Regions from separate parts of the Mus musculus genome. Here regions 1 and 2 are each linked to region 3. A link is a contact called in public HiChIP or PLAC-seq and Micro-C data. All regions are on one chromosome and are shown on one strand. Each heading gives the region's core, a stretch centred on a gene start, on an enhancer-like site or on the middle of the called end of the contact. The rest is flanking DNA. Distances are from core to core; before and after follow the strand shown. Region 1 has its middle 8.1 kb from the start of Gm36084. Region 2 has its middle 33 kb from the start of Gm36084. Region 3 has its middle 15 kb from the start of Cxcl1.

Region 1 (3,482 bases), core at 778-3,277, 170 kb after region 3:
TGTCTCCAGCACTCCTCACACCAACCTCAGAATACATATTATTTTCTTCCCCTGACACAGGAGACTCAACATCTGAGGCTTCAGTTTCTCCCATTTTCAAACTAAGACATCTTTCCAGGCGGATATGATTACTGTAGGGGCTACATAATTTTTGTGAAGTTCTTAGTGCAGTGATAAATTACAGTGCTCATTTTTGTTATCATTATAATTTCCTGGAACCTCCCAATGAGCACCAGCATTCTCCATCATTACTCAACACGATGAGGAGTCCCATCTCTTGGTCTCAGATGCCTTAGTGTGTCTTATTACCCACAGATTCCCTACAGTGTTGTTATTCATTAGGTTTGGAGAGCATGTACTGATGTGTTATATGGCAGAGCAATAGTTTGTAGTAAAAGGCAGACCCAGAGCTAGTGCAGCCATCCTGGTATCCATCACTACTTTGTTCCAATGCCTTCAAGCTGACAGTGCATCTGTACAACCACATCATCAAAGTCTGAATCAGGACAGAGGAGCCTGGCTTCTGATGGAGCCTGGGAGTCAGACACAAGTGCAGTTTTGCCAGAAGAGTGTCCACCTAACATGGCAGACTCAGCGACCTTACACATGTCCTGTCATTGTTGCTTTTGAAGAAGTCTCCATTTTTTATGTTTAGTCGTGTGCAGAAGTGTGTGTGCACATGTTCAGATGTGTAATATACGTGTGTAAGGATGCCTATGGAGGGCAGAAGTAGATATCCAGTCCTCTGAAGCTGTAGTTATAGGCAGTTGTGAGCTGTCCAACATGGTTCCCGGCACCTGAACTCAGGTCCTCTGCAAGAGCAGCGGGAAGTCATCTCTGTGTATCTGTGACCTCACTTCCTAGAGAAACTGGTTGACATATTCTTTCCAGAATAGTGTATTTAGTTTACATATTGAGATTGGGATATCAGGCATGCAATGATGTATGTCTTTGGCATACTGTATTCCTACTCCAAGCAGTATTTGTTATTATCTAATATTTCTTATTTATGGTTTTTTAACTTCTGTGATTATTAACTTCTGTGATTATTAGTCATTTTTCATAATGTCTCCTTATCTGGAGGGGATCTTCATCAGCATAGTGCCACTGTGCTAAAGCTTTCCCTGCATTCTGACTGATCCAGACTCCAGCTTCTTCCCCCTTCCTAGCCACTACTTCTGTCAAGAGACCTTCCTGAGCTGCAGCTCCATCTTGGTCTTCTCTTAGCTTTAGCCTTTGTTCTAATCATTGCCATGGTCTTCAGAACATCACTTATGTTCCTTGCTCAATCAAACATCCTTCTCCACATAGACCTTTTTAATCTCTGCAAGCTCTCCCCGTCCTCTCTTCCTCCCTTTGCCTTGCCAATGTGTGCACATTCTTTCTGAGAGACACTTCTTCCCTTCTTTTAATACTCAATACTGATTCTTTTTAAAATGTCCCGAGACACACGCCTTTCTCAGCACTGCTCAACTTTTTCCACCTGGCTCCGGTAGTCTAAGGTCTGCAAACCATCCCTCAAGCCCAGGATCACTTTGGGCTCTAATGTGCATCAGAAGCAGCTGGCAGGTGCATGGGACACAGTCCAGTCACTGGGCTCTGTTCCTACAATCTGTTACAGAGGTCTAGAGCCCTCCAGAGTCAGCCCTTCTAGCAAGGCCTTAAGTGAACTGATGATCAATGTCCTGGGGCAGACGAGTCTCTGCTTTACCCCCATGTACTCCTTCATAAATGATATGTGGTGGCTCTCCCTGCCTTCTGGATAGCAACAGCTGTGTAGCAGGGTCTCAGTTCATTCCCAAAGTCCTCACATAAGTGCATACAAGGCTCTCCAGTGTCTGGGGGAGTCGTTCAGCTGGAGGGTGCTGGCATAGCATATCTGAGGTCTTGGGTGCTATGCCTGGAGCTGCACTAGGTAAATAAATAATAAATGTAAGTGTCCTGAAGAGAAGAGTTCCCTCCTGAGTTCTCTAGCCCAGAAACTATTGATGGTTAGCTTTCTTCCAAAGGCTCCAATCCCGTCTCAGATTCCTGCAGCATGAATCAGTACCAAGTCCTGTGAAATATCATTTGCTGTCATAACCCAGGAGTCACGGGGTGAACTCTTTGACCGCAAGTGGAATTTCCCAAGGATTTGAGAAATCTCCCTTCTAAGTCCCCTTTCCTTCAGTGAATTTTCCATTGAAGATGTCTCAAGGAGAGCAATTATAAGGCCTTGCTTGCCTAAAGGCAATTTCCACCTCCCTAAAGGTTTCTCATTAGCAATCAGGGGTCACCAAGAAGAGTGAGGAAGAAGAGAGAGGAGGGGAAGGGAGCTCTGTGAACTTTATCTCAGCATTTTGATAAAGCATCTTTTCATTACCATTGTGTTTGGTAGAGCTGTAGAACACAAGGAAGGCAGAATAGAATGTTGAAGAAAAACAAAAATAAGCAATGTCATAGACAGCAAAACCCCCCTTTGAATGTAACCTAATACAAGCTTCTTATGGAAAAAAAAAATCTAGTCTATTAGTTACACTGCTAGTCACATCTACTTCCCACTCTAAGCTACCAAATCTAGGAAAACGATTGTTCAATCCTCTTAAGCATGAAGCCAAAAAACCAAGTCCTGTTTCTCTCAAGTGGTCTAACTTCATCTTCACATGTTGAACTATTATGTATTAAAATGGTCTTGTAAATGTGCTAGTAATTGTATATTAAGGACCAGACAATGGGCTTCGTGGTTAAGCAGATATACTGCTCTTTCTGAGGACCCAAGTTCAGTTCCCAGCACCCATGTCAGGTGGCTCCCAACCACCTAAGACGCCAGCTCCAAGGGATCTGATACTCTTTTCTCAGTTTTGTGGGTACCTACACTCACATGTGCATATACCCAGACAAATAAACATACACACATACATAATTACAAATAAAATTAATCTTTTAAAACCACATAGTAGTGATTTTTAGTAATTTTTACAGTATGCACAAATAAAAGGATTCATTCTGGCCCCATGGTTTTGAAGAACCCTAATAAAAGAAATTTCTAGTGATTTAAGTGATCTTTCACATTAGGAGCTAAATTTTCTTCCCAGTATTAAAAAAAGAGCCATACAACTACCATAGCACACTTACCCATAAGTTTTAATGAATACTGCCTACCTTTATTACAGCTACCCAATTTTAAGTGGTTTTATCCCTTGACTAGCCAAGACACAAATGTCTTAAAACTTGAAGATTACTTCATAAGAAAAACTAAAGCATGATGCTAAGAGGGACTTGCCTCTTGAATGACCAACAACTCAAAGGTGATTTTAAAATACTCATGCCACCGGAGACAAACATGGATAAGATCACAGAGACTTTGTTTAGTTTTTATCTATAAACCCTACCACCTACAAAGATAAGATGGTACAGTTTTTCTTTTCCAGTTGAAATAGCAGGAGACGACTTACCTAGAATCCCTCTGGTGGCTCTTTCTTGAATTCTAGCCTTTTATTAAA
Region 2 (3,538 bases), core at 610-3,109, 190 kb after region 3:
GTAAGAAACCAGAACGTAGGAAGAAGAGTTATCGGATCATTGGGTGGTTGCCATTAGCATGAAACTTCTAGAATTTCATCTTCATAAACACCACTTGAGTCATCTGCACTGTGAGATCTAAATATCCTGCAGTTCTCTGTCCTTCATATTTTAACTACCATTTATTTCTTTATGCCCTTGCTTTGCTCCAGCCTTGCTTGGTCTCCACGGTCTATCAACTCAGTCTTTCCCTTGCCCCTTTCTTTGAATTAAACTTTCTGTCAGAGCCCGGCTCCAGATAACTGAACCGCACCTTAGCTCCCTGGATGCAGGAGATGTCTCCTGGCCACACTACATCCCCCAACACGTAGACTGTCTATGCCTCATATCTCCCCCATATCATATCTCATGCCAATGTGCTCACTCTGCCAACATTTTATTTCTTCCCAAATGAAGTAATAAAGCCATCAAGATTAAGATAAGCATTTTACAAAGACACAGTAAATAAAGCTGTCAAAGAAGTGCACACTTACTTAACTGTGTTTGCATCCCTCCTTTTGTCATCTGTAAACCAGCCTGGCCTGTTATCACTCACCTCAGCTCTTTATTTGGCGTATCCACACTCAGACTTCTCATCTGTCATTTTGAACTTCCTGTGTGAAATGGCGGCTGAACCGCCTACCTTCTCAAGAACTAAAGTCTTGTGCACTCAGTTAAAGGTTTCTAGCTGATTCACCATGTTTTGCAGTATAGCAATACTGAAGTTCATGTAGCAAGATGTATATTATTTAGCTGTAAGTTGTTTTACTCCCCTTTGCATTGCACACTCCCTGTAGAACAGTTAAGGTATTATATTGACTTTCACAAAATTAAGCACACATACAGATCATACTGCTTCTGTATTTCATTCCTGGATATTAAAGAGTAATACAAAATATGTGTAATATTAAGGAGGGACTTAGATCGTGTGCTTGTAGAGAATAGAGATAATCCAAGTTCTCCATCAAATACGAAGGGGCAGATATTCTCCAAGATGGCAATGCTGTTGACAGTTGCAGTGTGGGACAAGGATGTCAAATGACTTCCATCCATGCCTCTTTATTCACAGTAGATTGCTATAATAGCATTCGAGTTCTTGAAGTATTAATTAAAAAATTTAAGAAGAAAAAAAGTTATTGACCATGAATTTTTCTTCTAAAGAAAAATGTGAGTCACAGTTGGATTCTCTGAAAGCACATTCATGAAATTTTAGTCCAAAGTGGATTCCCTGAACTCACTTCCATTCTTGATTTCTTCAAGATGTCTACCACTTATGTCTTGATCATTGTGAAAATAATGTGCCTGCTCACTGCACAGCTATATCACTGCACAGTTGAGTTTATAACATTTAGTTTTTGTTGGTTGTTCAATTAAGTCTCCCAACAAGGTGTCATGTAGTTCTGTACCAAATGTACACAAACACTCCTGGGGTGGGCATGTCTTCACTTTCTGTAGAATAATCAGATCCCATGGATTTCATACCATCAAACATTACATAGGGAGAGCTGCAAAACAACAGCATTTCAAATTTTAACATATGAATGTGACAGAGTCCACTAAAAAGAAGTCACCAACAAAGCCAGACTTTGAATGGAGATGCGTTTTGCTTATTAAGAACAAGTCGTATTGCTTGGGAACCTGACACAGAGATGAACACGGTAGCCATGTTAAAAACAGTTTCAAACAATGACTTGTGTAAGGTGACCTCAGAGTACTTTTGCATCTCTCCTCCCGAGAACCTGTAACTGTGTTTGCTTACCCTCAAGTGGATTGTGTTGTGTCTATATTCAGTTATATGAGCATTTCCCACAGATGCTGTCAGCAAAATTGGTGCCAGTATCGTAGCATGAGTCACAAGGCTCTGCCTTAAACTACTTGGCTATATGCCTGATTCATTGCAACACATATCTCCACTACGCAGAATAATTTAGTACCCTCTGAATATTAGGTGCTAGAAGTAAGGAATAAATACGAGGATCTCTGTCTATGTGTTGAAGAAATTGCCTGGTTTTAAAAGAAAACTACATGCTTTTATCCATGGTCCACTAGTTCCATGGCTCTCACCTTTCCTAATGCTGTGGCCTTTATTACAGTTTCTCATGTTGGGGTGACCCCCAACCATAAAATTATTTTGTTGCTACTTTATAACTGTAAGTTTGATACTATGTGAACCATAATGCATATATCACATATTCAAGATATGTGACCCCTGTGAAAGGACCATTTGACACCCCCCCCAAAGGGGTAGCGACTAACAAGTTGAGAACCACTGCTCTAAAAATGGCTTGGTATGACTCCAAACAACACAAGTTTGTGTTTTCTTTTGCATCTTAGAATCGCTTGCGGATAAAAATCTAAGAGTAAGCTAGGAGTTTAAATGTTCTCCATAATATTCTACTACATGGTCTACTACATGACAAGATCCAGTCATATGGAACTTCTTAAAGTATCAGTCTATTCTAAGGCATCTGGATATATTTGCAAGCTTGTTTCTCTTAGAATATAAAAACCCGGTTATTAAAATGCATACCTTTATGCTCCAGTGGAGATTCAGTTTGTTATTGAAAGATACAATGAATTATAACTTTTGTCCTTTCTGTTAGCTAAACACAAATATATTAATGTGTATAATTAGCTGTCCTTTACTCTGTGATTATGAATAAGCAGGAAGAAGTGTTTTTCTAGTGTTGACAGGCTTGAGCCCTTAAATTCTACAGGTTTACTGGTTAGACTAACGGGTTCAGAGGGGTTTAGTTGAAAGCCCTGAGAACCAGAGGTTTTAGGCTCCAAGTTTGAGAGAACAAAGACTTATGACTGAGGTGCTCAGGTTAAGGTCGTTTTGCTCTAGGTTCTGGTTGGGACTAGCCCACACCTCTAAGCTAGTATAATCCTCGCCATTTACCAGCCGCTATGTGCACTCTGTGCAGCCATACAGTTAATATCATACTTCCCAAGCCTTGGGTATCAAAACCTACGTTCCTTACGGCAGCTAGGGTGGACCTTTATTAAGGCATCTTCGGCCCATGGAGAACAACCCAGTGCTATCCCACATCTTCAACTCTTCGTGGCTTCTGCTTTGTGCGTATTTCCACTGTCTTCCATTGTCTCCTGTGCCTCATCTCTCCCACGGCGCCTGCCCCTCATCATTACCAGAAGCTCTTCAGCCACCTCCTCAGTCTTTTCAGGTTCATCACTATTGCTGACATGTGTTACTCCTGCCAGTGCTGGGGGCTCTTCTTCATGTTACCCAGCTCTTCCCACTCTCCCCAGGATAAATATCACAAGCAGGCAAGAAGAGATCATTCTTAGACAGAGCCACTCCAGATGACCCTCCTCACCTTGTAAGGTCTTTTTGTTTGTTTGGTTTGGTTTTGGATTTTTGGGTTTTTTGTTTTGTTTTGTTTTGTTTTGTTTTGTTTTGTTTTCTTAATCTAATGTTGCAATGCCCAGGGGAAGCAGCACATGAATCCATCTCCTTACTGACTTGATACACAGCCAGAAAAAGTACACAGCATGAGCA
Region 3 (3,204 bases), core at 205-2,704:
GAGTCAACATCAAGGTCACACAGAGATATAGAGAAGGGATCAGAGCCAGTTGGGACCAGGCCACCCTTCACGTCCAGGCCACACTGTCCTTTGAGTCCATGTGAGGAACAAAGATCATTCATGGTACATAGAGGAGTTTACAGTGGATTAATGTGTGCATGAAACTTTTCAGAAGTTTAAAACTGCAAAATGTTTTAAAAGTTTGACAGAGAGAAGTTTCATGAAGCCCAAAGGGCATAATGCCCTTTGGGATCATCCTAAAAGGAAGAATGCAAATTTCAGTTTAAAACTGAGCACAGAAAGAAACATTTATCTTAAACAACAAAATAACACATTACAAATTTAGAAAGTTGAGAAAATAGCAGGAATATAAACTGCATTGAAAATAGTGTCTCTTTATTATTTAGCCATTGTTTTGTTGTTGCTATTGTTGCTTTGTTTTGTTTCCATCCTGTCTAGAGGTGAAAGATGTTTGAGTTCCTGCTTAAATTTTCTGCTTAAGTCTGTACCCTCACTCCTCTCAGTGATGAACCCTATCACCTTTAAGCTGAAATAATGCCTTTTCTACCCTACATTGCTATTGGTCAGTGTTTTATCACAGTAACAGAGATGACACTAGAACACAACTTCATATACAGAGTTTTCTGTCTTACAGGTGCATGATCTACAAACAGTGAAGTCTTGGTAGATTCTATGTAACATGCTCCAATTCCAGTCAAGCATGATCATTCCAAACACATACCAAAAAATGCATGAAGATGAACAATTGAAGACATTGATTATATTGAACACATTTTGAGATGATTCCTTTAGTGTAGGACTGAAACAGGCTTACCTATCTGCATACAACTCTACACCCTACTAATAGGAAGACTATCTTCTAGCTATCTGCACTTTGACCTTATTTCTCCACAGCTGTGCCATGCTAGCCTGGATGATTCAGACACAGTCTGACTTCTGCATCAGGAAGCTGAAAATATATGTATAGTGAACAAAAAGGCATTTACAAAAGGTATTCTCACTAGGAAGGCTAATACACTAGAGACATCCAGAATGTGACCGTGAACCAATAAATATCACTAAACATATGCTAAATTTGACTCCTTAGCTGGAGTTCAAAAGTGCTTACAGCTGTACCAGCGTCACACAACACCAGAAGAGCCAAGAGAGGAAGTGGCGGTAAAAGGAAGAGAACACAGTTCTAATCAGCTTCATTGAAACATAGGACGTCAGCATATTTTTTAAAACTAAATGACATACATTCCTGGGACCCTTTCCATAGCTTTGGCAAAAGCTTGCCCTGCCAAGGGGTTGAGCTTCTTTGTGGTCATGCACCTATTACTGTCTTGAAGTTCTGATCTGCTTGATTGAACGTGGTTGCTTAAATTCTGTAAAACTGTTCACCCTCATGTTTAGATTAGGAACCGACCCTAGTAACTAGTAACTGCGATGAAGGTCAGAGTAGTGAATCAGAACTATGTCACCACAGTGCGCTTAACTAATGCTTTCCAATAGCTTATGCTAAAAGAGGTAGTTTTTTTTTTCTTGGCACTAATCTGGAATCTTGATCCAGTCATAGAAATTTCCATCTGTCTTTTTAATCCTTGCCCAAACCAGTCAGCTCTACAAAAACTTTTGTATGTTCAGTATGGATCTGGCATGTTTAGGAGCTAAATATCTTTTATGCCTTTGCCTGAAACAGCCTAAAGTCTGCTCTATTAAAATGTGCAGGTTGAGTTTGAGTTTATTAAGTTTGTGGGCTGAATATCTTAAATATCCCCCGTGCCTTCTTTTGTAGCTCCTTGAGGCAGCTTCTCCTGGGAATTATCCTGGTTTATCTGCAGAGTAGCAGTGCCCTGTTTCACAGATAGAGGCATCTGTGATGGAAATGCTTGGGAAAGGGTATTTTAAAGGGAGATTTTTAAATCCTTGGGAAATCCCATGTGTGGACAGAGCTTCCTCGCTGTGTCCATTAAGTATGCCTTCAGGAATCTGTGACTCACGGGCTAGGCATGTTGAGGTTAGAGCTGAACCAAGAGAAGGAACTCTTGGCTGCTGAGCCAGAGTGACAATGAAAGACTGTTCAGCGTAGTTTTCTCAGATCTTCTTTATAATTCTAGAGGAATGGGATTCACTTTCAGCTCTTGTTGTTAAAGAGAGAAACTCCAAGTAGTCTTATAAGAGTAGAATAGTAGTCTGAGCAGGGCCTCGTAGGCTGGGAAGAATGGAACTTGCTCTTTACCCGTATGAGGGAACACAGGGGGAATGAGAAAAGGGATTCTCAGAAAGTAGGCAGTTTCTCTTTCAGGATACTAGTAGATGTATGGGTTCTATCACACCCAGAAGTGAAAGGTCCACCTCAGGGGTTCTCAACTTGTGAGTTATGACCCTTTCGGGGGACCAAACAACCCTTTCACAGTAATCGCCTACAACCATTAGAAAACACATACTTATATCACTATTCATAGCAGTAGCAAAATTACAGTTATGAAGTAGCAATGTAAATAATTTTATGGTTGGTGTCACTACAACACGGGGAACTGTATTTAGAGTCATAGCATTAAGACTGAGAACCACTGGTCTATACCATATAGAGGGAGCAGTATGAACAAAGATTCATAAGCAACAAAGTGCAAGGCTAAAGTTGAAGGAGGAGGATGAGAGAAGAGTTCCATAGAAGATTCTGGAAAAGGTAGACGTGAAAAGGTAGGGAAAATGAAATGTTATGAGGTTCAGGAGCATCAGCTGGATCCTGAGGTTCTGGCACGCGAGCATGTCCTCAAGGTTAAAGTCAGGGGAAGGCACGGTGAGGTTTACATTCACCAGTTTCACTTGACAGGAAAGGATAGATAATGGAGAAACCGGGGGAGGTTAGATTCATTACAGGATTTCTAACTGATAGGACCAATGGTGAGGTGGGGGCTTGGCTTAGCACAATGGGGCAAGAAGGAGAAATGTTTCACTTAAACACAGAAACATAAAGCAGCTAAGCCAAAGGCTAATCAGAATAAGGCAACTACTTATCCATATCTCAGGCCATATGTCATGTCTCCTTACCATACCATACCATACCATACCATACCATACCATACCATACCAGGCAATGTATGTTAGAATACTTATCAGATTCAAGCACAGCTAGAATTAATGATGTGACACTCATGGAGTAGAACTACCAACTGATGTTAAGAAGTTGAGATGAGC

Evidence for each region. A called contact is a pair of places that touch in the nucleus more often than the background predicts. HiChIP or PLAC-seq counts read pairs in DNA pulled down with a chosen protein or histone mark.
Region 1: a Micro-C map of muscle stem cells shows a contact between it and region 3, with 2.8 times the contacts expected there. The contact joins two enhancer-like sites. A contact is called at or near these places in 5 of 484 Hi-C or Micro-C datasets (bone marrow-derived macrophages, erythroblasts, muscle stem cells and 1 more), 2 of 115 datasets of contacts at active chromatin or transcription factors (hepatocytes and pancreatic cancer cells) and 1 of 9 other capture datasets (bone marrow-derived macrophages).
Region 2: an H3K27ac HiChIP or PLAC-seq map of embryonic fibroblasts shows a contact between it and region 3, with 19 read pairs. The contact joins two enhancer-like sites. A contact is called at or near these places in 9 of 484 Hi-C or Micro-C datasets (the F1.1 cell line, bone marrow-derived macrophages, embryonic fibroblasts and 4 more), 3 of 115 datasets of contacts at active chromatin or transcription factors (embryonic fibroblasts, pancreatic cancer cells and regulatory T cells) and 1 of 9 other capture datasets (bone marrow-derived macrophages).

Annotation. Positions count from the first base shown.
Region 1 is chr5:90,705,121-90,708,602 of GRCm38.p6, reverse strand. No RefSeq gene overlaps it. Among named protein-coding and RNA genes, the nearest start is that of Gm36084, 8.1 kb to the left of the region's middle. Within about 2 kb of position 2,027, at least 45 of the 459 cell types and tissues checked have an H3K27ac peak or open chromatin away from gene starts, as enhancers often do. A contact at or near this core is called in muscle stem cells and pancreatic cancer cells, where this site is marked.
Region 2 is chr5:90,680,387-90,683,924 of GRCm38.p6, reverse strand. No RefSeq gene overlaps it. Among named protein-coding and RNA genes, the nearest start is that of Gm36084, 33 kb to the left of the region's middle. Within about 2 kb of position 1,859, at least 34 of the 459 cell types and tissues checked have an H3K27ac peak or open chromatin away from gene starts, as enhancers often do. A contact at or near this core is called in bone marrow-derived macrophages, embryonic fibroblasts and pancreatic cancer cells, where this site is marked.
Region 3 is chr5:90,875,006-90,878,209 of GRCm38.p6, reverse strand. No RefSeq gene overlaps it. Among named protein-coding and RNA genes, the nearest start is that of Cxcl1, 15 kb to the left of the region's middle. Within about 2 kb of position 1,454, at least 126 of the 459 cell types and tissues checked have an H3K27ac peak or open chromatin away from gene starts, as enhancers often do. A contact at or near this core is called in bone marrow-derived macrophages, embryonic fibroblasts, muscle stem cells and 1 more, where this site is marked.